Linked DNA regions of Mus musculus: region 1 is linked to region 2. A link is a contact called in public promoter capture Hi-C data. All regions are on one chromosome and are shown on one strand. Each heading gives the region's core, a stretch centred on a gene start, on an enhancer-like site or on the middle of the called end of the contact. The rest is flanking DNA. Distances are from core to core; before and after follow the strand shown.

Region 1 (3,337 bases), core at 552-3,051, 1.6 Mb before region 2:
ACAGTTGTACCCAGGACGTAGTAGGTGATGGCAGCACACACTACCATTGCCACTCCCAGGCAGAGGGCTCGTGTCTCTCCGCGCTTCTGGGCCATCACCAGCTTCTTCCCCATGGCCACTGGAGGCAACAGTCATTTCTAGCACCAAGAAGGCAAAGAGAAGTGAGATTAGCCCAAGTGATAGGTTCATAAGAAGGAAGGAAGGAAGGAAGGAAGGAAGGAAGGAAGGAAGGAAGGAAGGAAGGAAGGAAGGAAGGAAGGAAGGAAGGAAGGCAGGCAGGCATGAGGGGATGCAACCAAATAACAACATTGCTCTTATTTAAGTATGATAATACGTGGAGCTTTGCAACTTACATGGAGCTTTCTTACAGAGGTCTGCTCTGGCCTCTGGTAACAGCCTACAGTTAGCTTTTAAATACTCAGGATCCATTATCACCAATTATCTCCAGGAGAAGCCCAGTACACTTGAGGGGATTTCCTTGTGGTGCTGGCTTTTTCCAGTGAGCCCTCCTAGACTCCTGAGCATTCCCAAGATAAATGACAGCAGGAGTCTGCTCAAGGCTACAGCATGGAAGCTCAGAAGGGAAAGGAAGGAAGGATGTCACCTGTTCCTGAGAGGTCTCGCTCCTGTGACTGGTTGTGCCTGTAATGTCCCGATGGCTCACCAGCTACATGAAGTGAGTTCAGTTTAAATGTAAAGCTTAGGTGGGAATCTGGGATGGGCCTAATGAGAACCTCCAGCAAGAAGGATATGAAGCTCTGATATGCACTGTGGCCTGAGACAGGAAGAAATGGGTTTCCATGATAACAGAAGAGATTTCAGGGAGACTATGCCGGATGTGAAACATTAAGTATCTCAGGACTCCTTGGATGGAATTCTGTAGAAAAGTCACCTGAGGTCTGGGCTTGATCTAGGAAAGTTGGAAAGGGTTAAAGAAGAGTCCTATGTGGCATAACTGTTGGGTTGTTGATCTCTTCCTTAGAAGGACTGGGGATAGAGTATGTAAGGGTTTTGGGGGAGTTTAGAGAAGAGAGGCCATCAGATATAAGACCGAGTCCTGGCTTTTCTACTTAGCAACCATATGACTGTTAAAACAAGAACAATAGTGCCCTCCTCAGGGTCCTGATGTAGACCCACCAACACTGCTGAGCGTCACCTCATAAATAAGTGATGCCCTCCATAAACAGGCGCCATCATTAACTGAGGAATTGAAGGAGCTTGGTGCACTCTGCCAGGCCTGTTTGTCGATCCCTATCCTGATGACAAGTGACAACACTGGTCCTGACTGGCTGGCCACAAAAGAGACGCCCAGACCAGGGTCAACAGGCCAGGCAGGCCCTCCGGTGCCAGAACTCTGATGGGCATCAGGAGAGGTAGGGATTTTCACCACCCTATCCATGCCATCACAGGCTGCTGTCTCCCACCATCTCCCCTCAGCCCCGGCTTCCTAGAAGCCCTTCCCAAGCTCTCTGGGATGTAGCACTCACAGTTCTCTGGGTCTCCGCTGGCTGGCAGATGGTTTCTCTCCACTCGCCCCACCCCCACCCCCACCCCAAGTCAGGCCTGGGAGCTCTAGCAGGAAGTTTGGTCTCCCAGCTGGTCTCCAGGGAAGCAGTCTCAGTCCCATCTGGGTCGAGCCTCCATGCCCAAACATGGTCAAGTCTGAGCACACAGCTTGCCCCGGGATAAAAACTCCACAAGCAGGTACCTAGCCTCACAGCCCTCAGCTGCTGTTGGGGACTCTGCCCCTGCATTTCCCAGAGTCTCCTGGGAAACAGATGTCAAACAGCAAAAGCCATTACCCACCCCACAAGGCCATCCTGATATATGTACAAAAATGTTTCTTCTACACTCCGTCTTTCAGGCTGGCAGAGAAGCCAGGAATAGGAAATGATCTTCCTTGTGTAGTGCAGGGGAGGGAGGTAGAGGGGTTGGGCTTGTCACTAGCCCATGTTATATCCACACCAGTGCAGCCAAAGCCTCCCACCTTTGTCCCTGACTTCCTGTGTGACTCTGAACAAGTCACTGAACCTCTCTGGACCTCTGTCTTCTCCCTTCTATAATTAATAGCATTTTGAAAACTTAACTTTATTCTGGATTGTTAAGTTAGAGATGGAGTTCAGAGAAAGGAGGAAATTCCGCCTTTTAAAGACCACTGGGGCTGAGGCTGGTAGCGGTGGGTCCCACAGCTGCTTCCGGCCAGCCGTCCAGGTCCAGGGACAGTGCCATGCTGGGGACCTCCCACAGACTGACTCTGCTTCATAGGCAGAAAGTTATTGCAGCCAATACGACAACTGAACATTGGTACTGGAGGTAGGGGTGGGGGGCAAACCTGCTTTTGCACTCCGGGTCCTTGTGGATAAAGAGAGCACTGTAAGAGTTGGGAAAGCAAGAACAAGCCCCGCCCCACCCCTGCCCCAACCCCGGCCCCGCCCCCGCCCCGCCCTCCTTACACCTTGGTGCCCTGCTAGTCATCTGCACAGAACTTGATGCCTGGTCCAGAGTTTCTCTACTTGATGAACAGAGACAGATTGGAAGTTGGCCCCTCCCAGTGTCAAATCCCAGCCATCTCTGCCACCAAGGGACTGTTCTAACACCTCAAACCATACCTCTGTTATGTCTCCAGCCACCTAAAGTTCTAGAAGTAGCCTCTGGTGTCCCCAGGCCCAGGGCAGTGGGTGCATCTTAGATATTCCTGATCACTAGGTGTTAGCACCTCTCACCTAAGCCTAACACCTGATAATCAGGGCCCTCTAAGGCCCAGAAAGAAAGTTGTCACTCAAGGCTCCTTGACACTCTGGGGGGTGAACAGCACCCCATCCCCCTTTAGTCACTGACTCTAACTAGAGAGACAACTACCTGTTTAGTTGCCTCATAGCAACTGGAGATTTATTAGTGTGCATGTGCCTGCATGTGTGTGTGGTGCTTAAATGATTTGTGCATGTGTGTGTGATATGTGTGTGTTTGGATAGGTATGGTGTGTGTATTATGTGTGTATGATATTGTGTATATGTGTGTGTACTTGATATTTTCACACATGCATGCATTCATGGAAACCAAAGGGAGACATTGGGTGTTTTTCTCCATCTGGCCCACCTCAGGAAGGACCTTTCGGCTGAGCAGCAGTGGGACCCGCCTTTAATCCCAGCACTCAGGAAGCAGAGGCAGGTGGATCTCAGTGAGATCGAGGCTGCCCCTTATAGAGAGTTCCAGAACAGCCAGGGCTACAGAGGAACCTTGTCATGAAAAAAACGGGGGAAGGGTTCTTTCACTGAGCCTGGAGCTGAGTGCTGGGGCACCTAACTATGAACAGTTTATTACACAGGTACTGGAGATT
Region 2 (3,336 bases), core at 796-3,295:
TGGGGAACCAAAGACTGGATGGCAGGGAGAAGGCCCCTCGTCACAGCGGTGACTAAGCCCGAAAACAGAAGAACAAGCTCTCGCATGATTTCAATCAGAGAGACATAGACGCCACAGGGCTGCAGTTAAGAAACCCCATGTCAGTCACATGATTGCCGCCCCCCCTTTCCTCGGGAGGAGGCATCAACACCACATCTTACAAATGAGGACACAGAGACTGAAAGAAGTAATATTTAGCAGCCTGGGAGTCGAAGAGCTAAGCTTGCCCAAGCTAGAGGGCTACACATACCTGGCTCAGGGAGCCCTGGACAACTGGCTAGAACCTCAGGGGTACCCCTCAAAGCCACAAAAGTCTGAGCTGATTCCCAGGTTTTGGGAGCGTTCTGTCCAGGGCCTCTGTGGGTGTGTGGGATGTGGAAAGGGGCGTGGTCTGACGGGCCAACGTCTTTGGTCCAACAGGCCTGCTCTGCTCCTTACTGTTAGCTGCCCCATCCTTGAAACAGACTTGAGAAGACCACCACTAAACATGTGTGACACCACAAGGGAGTAGAAGGTGACACCCAGTCCTTGGTGGTTCTATCTATTCTGGTTTGTCGGATCTGGTGGAAGGCGGCATGGAGGAGAATTTCAGACTTCCTCCAGTTGGTGTGTTGCTGAAAACTGTCCCATACCCAAGAGGCAACTCAACAGGCTTCAACAAGAAACCAAGACTTGGCAGCATTTGAAATAGTTAAGGGGGGGGGGGGGGGGAAAGGGAGTGGGGGTGGGGAAACCAAGACAATTTAGCTGAGCTCTGAAGCAGGGAAAACTTAGCTCTATTTAAAGATACCACAGGTCCAGGAAGCAGCCCCCCGCTGGCTGGCCCAGGGCTGAGTTACTGAAGGCCTAGACTATAACAATACACTGGAACACAGCACACCCTTTCTTGTAGAGTACAGTGGATACCCGGCCATCTCCTTTCAGAATTTTATGGGCGACTCAGGGAAGGCATGTATAGCTGTCTGCTTTGTAAGAATGGATCTCTTAAACAAATAGATCCAAAGGGGCTTCCAGGGAGGCCCCTGGCCAGCCTTTCTCCAGCCAACGCCCTCTCTAGTCATTGTTCCTCACTTCTTTGTTAGGATTTTTTTTTCCCTCCCTCTTGCTTTTTTCTTTCCTGGTTAACTTCTTCAGGACTGGCACAGCCACAGGGAAGCCAGTCCCCCTCACACCTGGAGTGAAGTCCCCAGGGCCTCCTCTAAATCCACTGTCCTACTACCCAGAACCTCTGAGGTGGAACCAAGGCCACCTCAACCTCCAACAAAGTCCCCAAGCAGCCTGAGAGGCCACTTCCCACTTGAGGGTCACCGTGGGCCCCAGGCCCATCGTCCACGTTTGAGAATCCTCAGCCTTTGAGTCTCAGCGTTCCCATCTGCAAAATGATGCCAGGGACCCATTTCCTCCACACCTTAGCAGCTCCAAACAAAATTCTCCTGTCACAGAGGGGGGTTACTCCTGGGGAAACTTTCCCACATTGTTAAGCGGAAGTTACAGGGAAGGGGCGCTCAAATGACCCATGCACAGAAGGATGAAGGGCTAGGTTCGCTAATCCTATGAGGCTGGGCGCCTCTGGGTAGGAGGGTGGCCTGAGACCCACGGCTCCGTGGGTTTCTCTCCTGGTTTCTGTCTTAGTCTGCAGCAGCGGCTGGGGCCAGACTTTTGTACGGGTGGGCAAGGCGAGAGCTCGCGAGGAGATGGCGAGGACCAAGGGGCGAGCGGGGAGATGGCGGGGAAGGCACAGGGACCAAGGGCTCGTGGGGAGACAGACAGCAGGGAGGGCGCGGGGACCCGGGGCGCGTGGGGAGACGGCGGTGAGGGCGCGGGGCACAAGTTCTGCGCGGGGCTGGGATCGCCGCGTGGCGCGGACGCCGACTCACATAATGCTTGTTGGGCACGCGCCGCTTCTGCACGTCCAGCACCTTCACCTCCACGATACTGCGCCGCGGCGGCATGGCCGTTCTCCGCGCCCAGCGCCGTGCGGGCCGGGCCGGGCCAAAGCGATCCTTGCCGCCGAGCACTTGCCGCCGCCGCCACCGCCCTCCGCGCCCCGCCCCTGCCCGCCTCCACGCCGCCCGCCCACCCTGCTTAAAGGGCCCTCCCGGCCCGGCCCGGCCACGTCCGCCCGCGGGCCTTTGTCCCCGCGCCCGGCGGGACGGCGCGCTCCGCCCCCCGCGCCCGGGCCTGGCGACTCTAAACCCAGGCACCCAAGCATCTTGCTCGAGCTCTCCATTCCCGTTAAGGGCTCAGGGAGGTTGCCCATCCCCCTCGGTGTGTGAGAACCGCTGGCGTGCCAGTCGCTATAAATCCGATCGCTTGCCCCCAGGGCTGGGGGCGGGGGCTGGGGGTCAGGGAGAGGTGGTCACTAGGTCTCTTGGGTTTACTGTCTATGACAGGGAGAGGAAAAACTGCAAAAATGGCCTGGCAGCCCTGCACAGGGCTGCGAAGGTGAAAGAGAGCAGGGATGCTGGGTAGGTAGCAAGCCCCTGACCCCGTGGGGGACTGAGTCCACACCTGGCCCTGTGCCCTGTCATTATCACGGATGCTCACTTAAAATCTCACAACACCTGGGAGTTGGGGGTCAGGAGGGGATGGTTAATCGCCTTTTACAGAGGACCTGAGGACAGCCTCTAGATTCATGGAGCAGGTGGGTCCAACCCATGGTTGCCCCACACTAAGCAAAGCAAAGCTACAAGTGGCTCCACATCTCTTTTCTCTAGCTCATCCTAGCATTGGCTGGGCGCTCAGTAACTAACAGATGCTGGCTGAATGAATGGATGGATGGATGGATGGATGGATGGACACACATAACACCATGGATAGGAAGTTCAGACTGCAGGTAGTGGTTTCTCAGCCACGAAGCAGGGGTTCCCCTTCAGGCACCTCCCCACCCATAGATCAGTCGAGGAATTTCTTAAGGGAGAGTTCTCGTCAGTCCAGGCAGGCCTTGCAGACTACTTTATTTTGAATCCCTCTGGAAACCCCTCTATTGCCTTTTTGGCTTCTTTGTCCGTGCTTTCTGCTGTTCTGGCCTTGAAGGCTGGTCTGGATGGGCTTCACTAATAGAAGGGGTTACTTGATTGGTACCAGGCCAAGGCGGGAGGATTGTCTTTACCAAAGCCAGTTTTGTACCAAAGATGGCTTTGTGCTGCCTCAGGCACAGGACTATCTTCTTGGCGCTCTTGATTAAGCTGTTCTTACTGACCCACTCGGAGATTGTGGAGAGTGGCATCCATTTGGAACCAGGGCCCTCCCTGGCCCAGTAATTCCCTCCAGTGCACCAGATCCTAAGGTGCTTCC

Evidence for each region. Promoter capture Hi-C pulls out the DNA fragments that hold promoters and counts their contacts.
Region 1: a contact with region 2 is called in a promoter capture Hi-C map of hippocampal neurons, with 5 times the contacts expected there. The contact joins the promoter of Kcnmb1 here to the promoter of Sh3pxd2b in region 2.

Annotation. Positions count from the first base shown.
Region 1 is chr11:33,961,477-33,964,813 of GRCm38.p6, reverse strand. Kcnmb1 (potassium large conductance calcium-activated channel, subfamily M, beta member 1) reads right to left here and starts at 1,801. Exons shown (of 4, transcript NM_031169.4): 1 at 1,488-1,801; 2 at 1-137. The coding sequence starts at 113. It also overlaps a transcript of Kcnip1 not described here.
Region 2 is chr11:32,346,549-32,349,884 of GRCm38.p6, reverse strand. It overlaps Sh3pxd2b (SH3 and PX domains 2B), which reads right to left and starts at 2,045. Exons shown (of 13, transcript NM_177364.4): 1 at 1,917-2,045. The coding sequence starts at 1,991.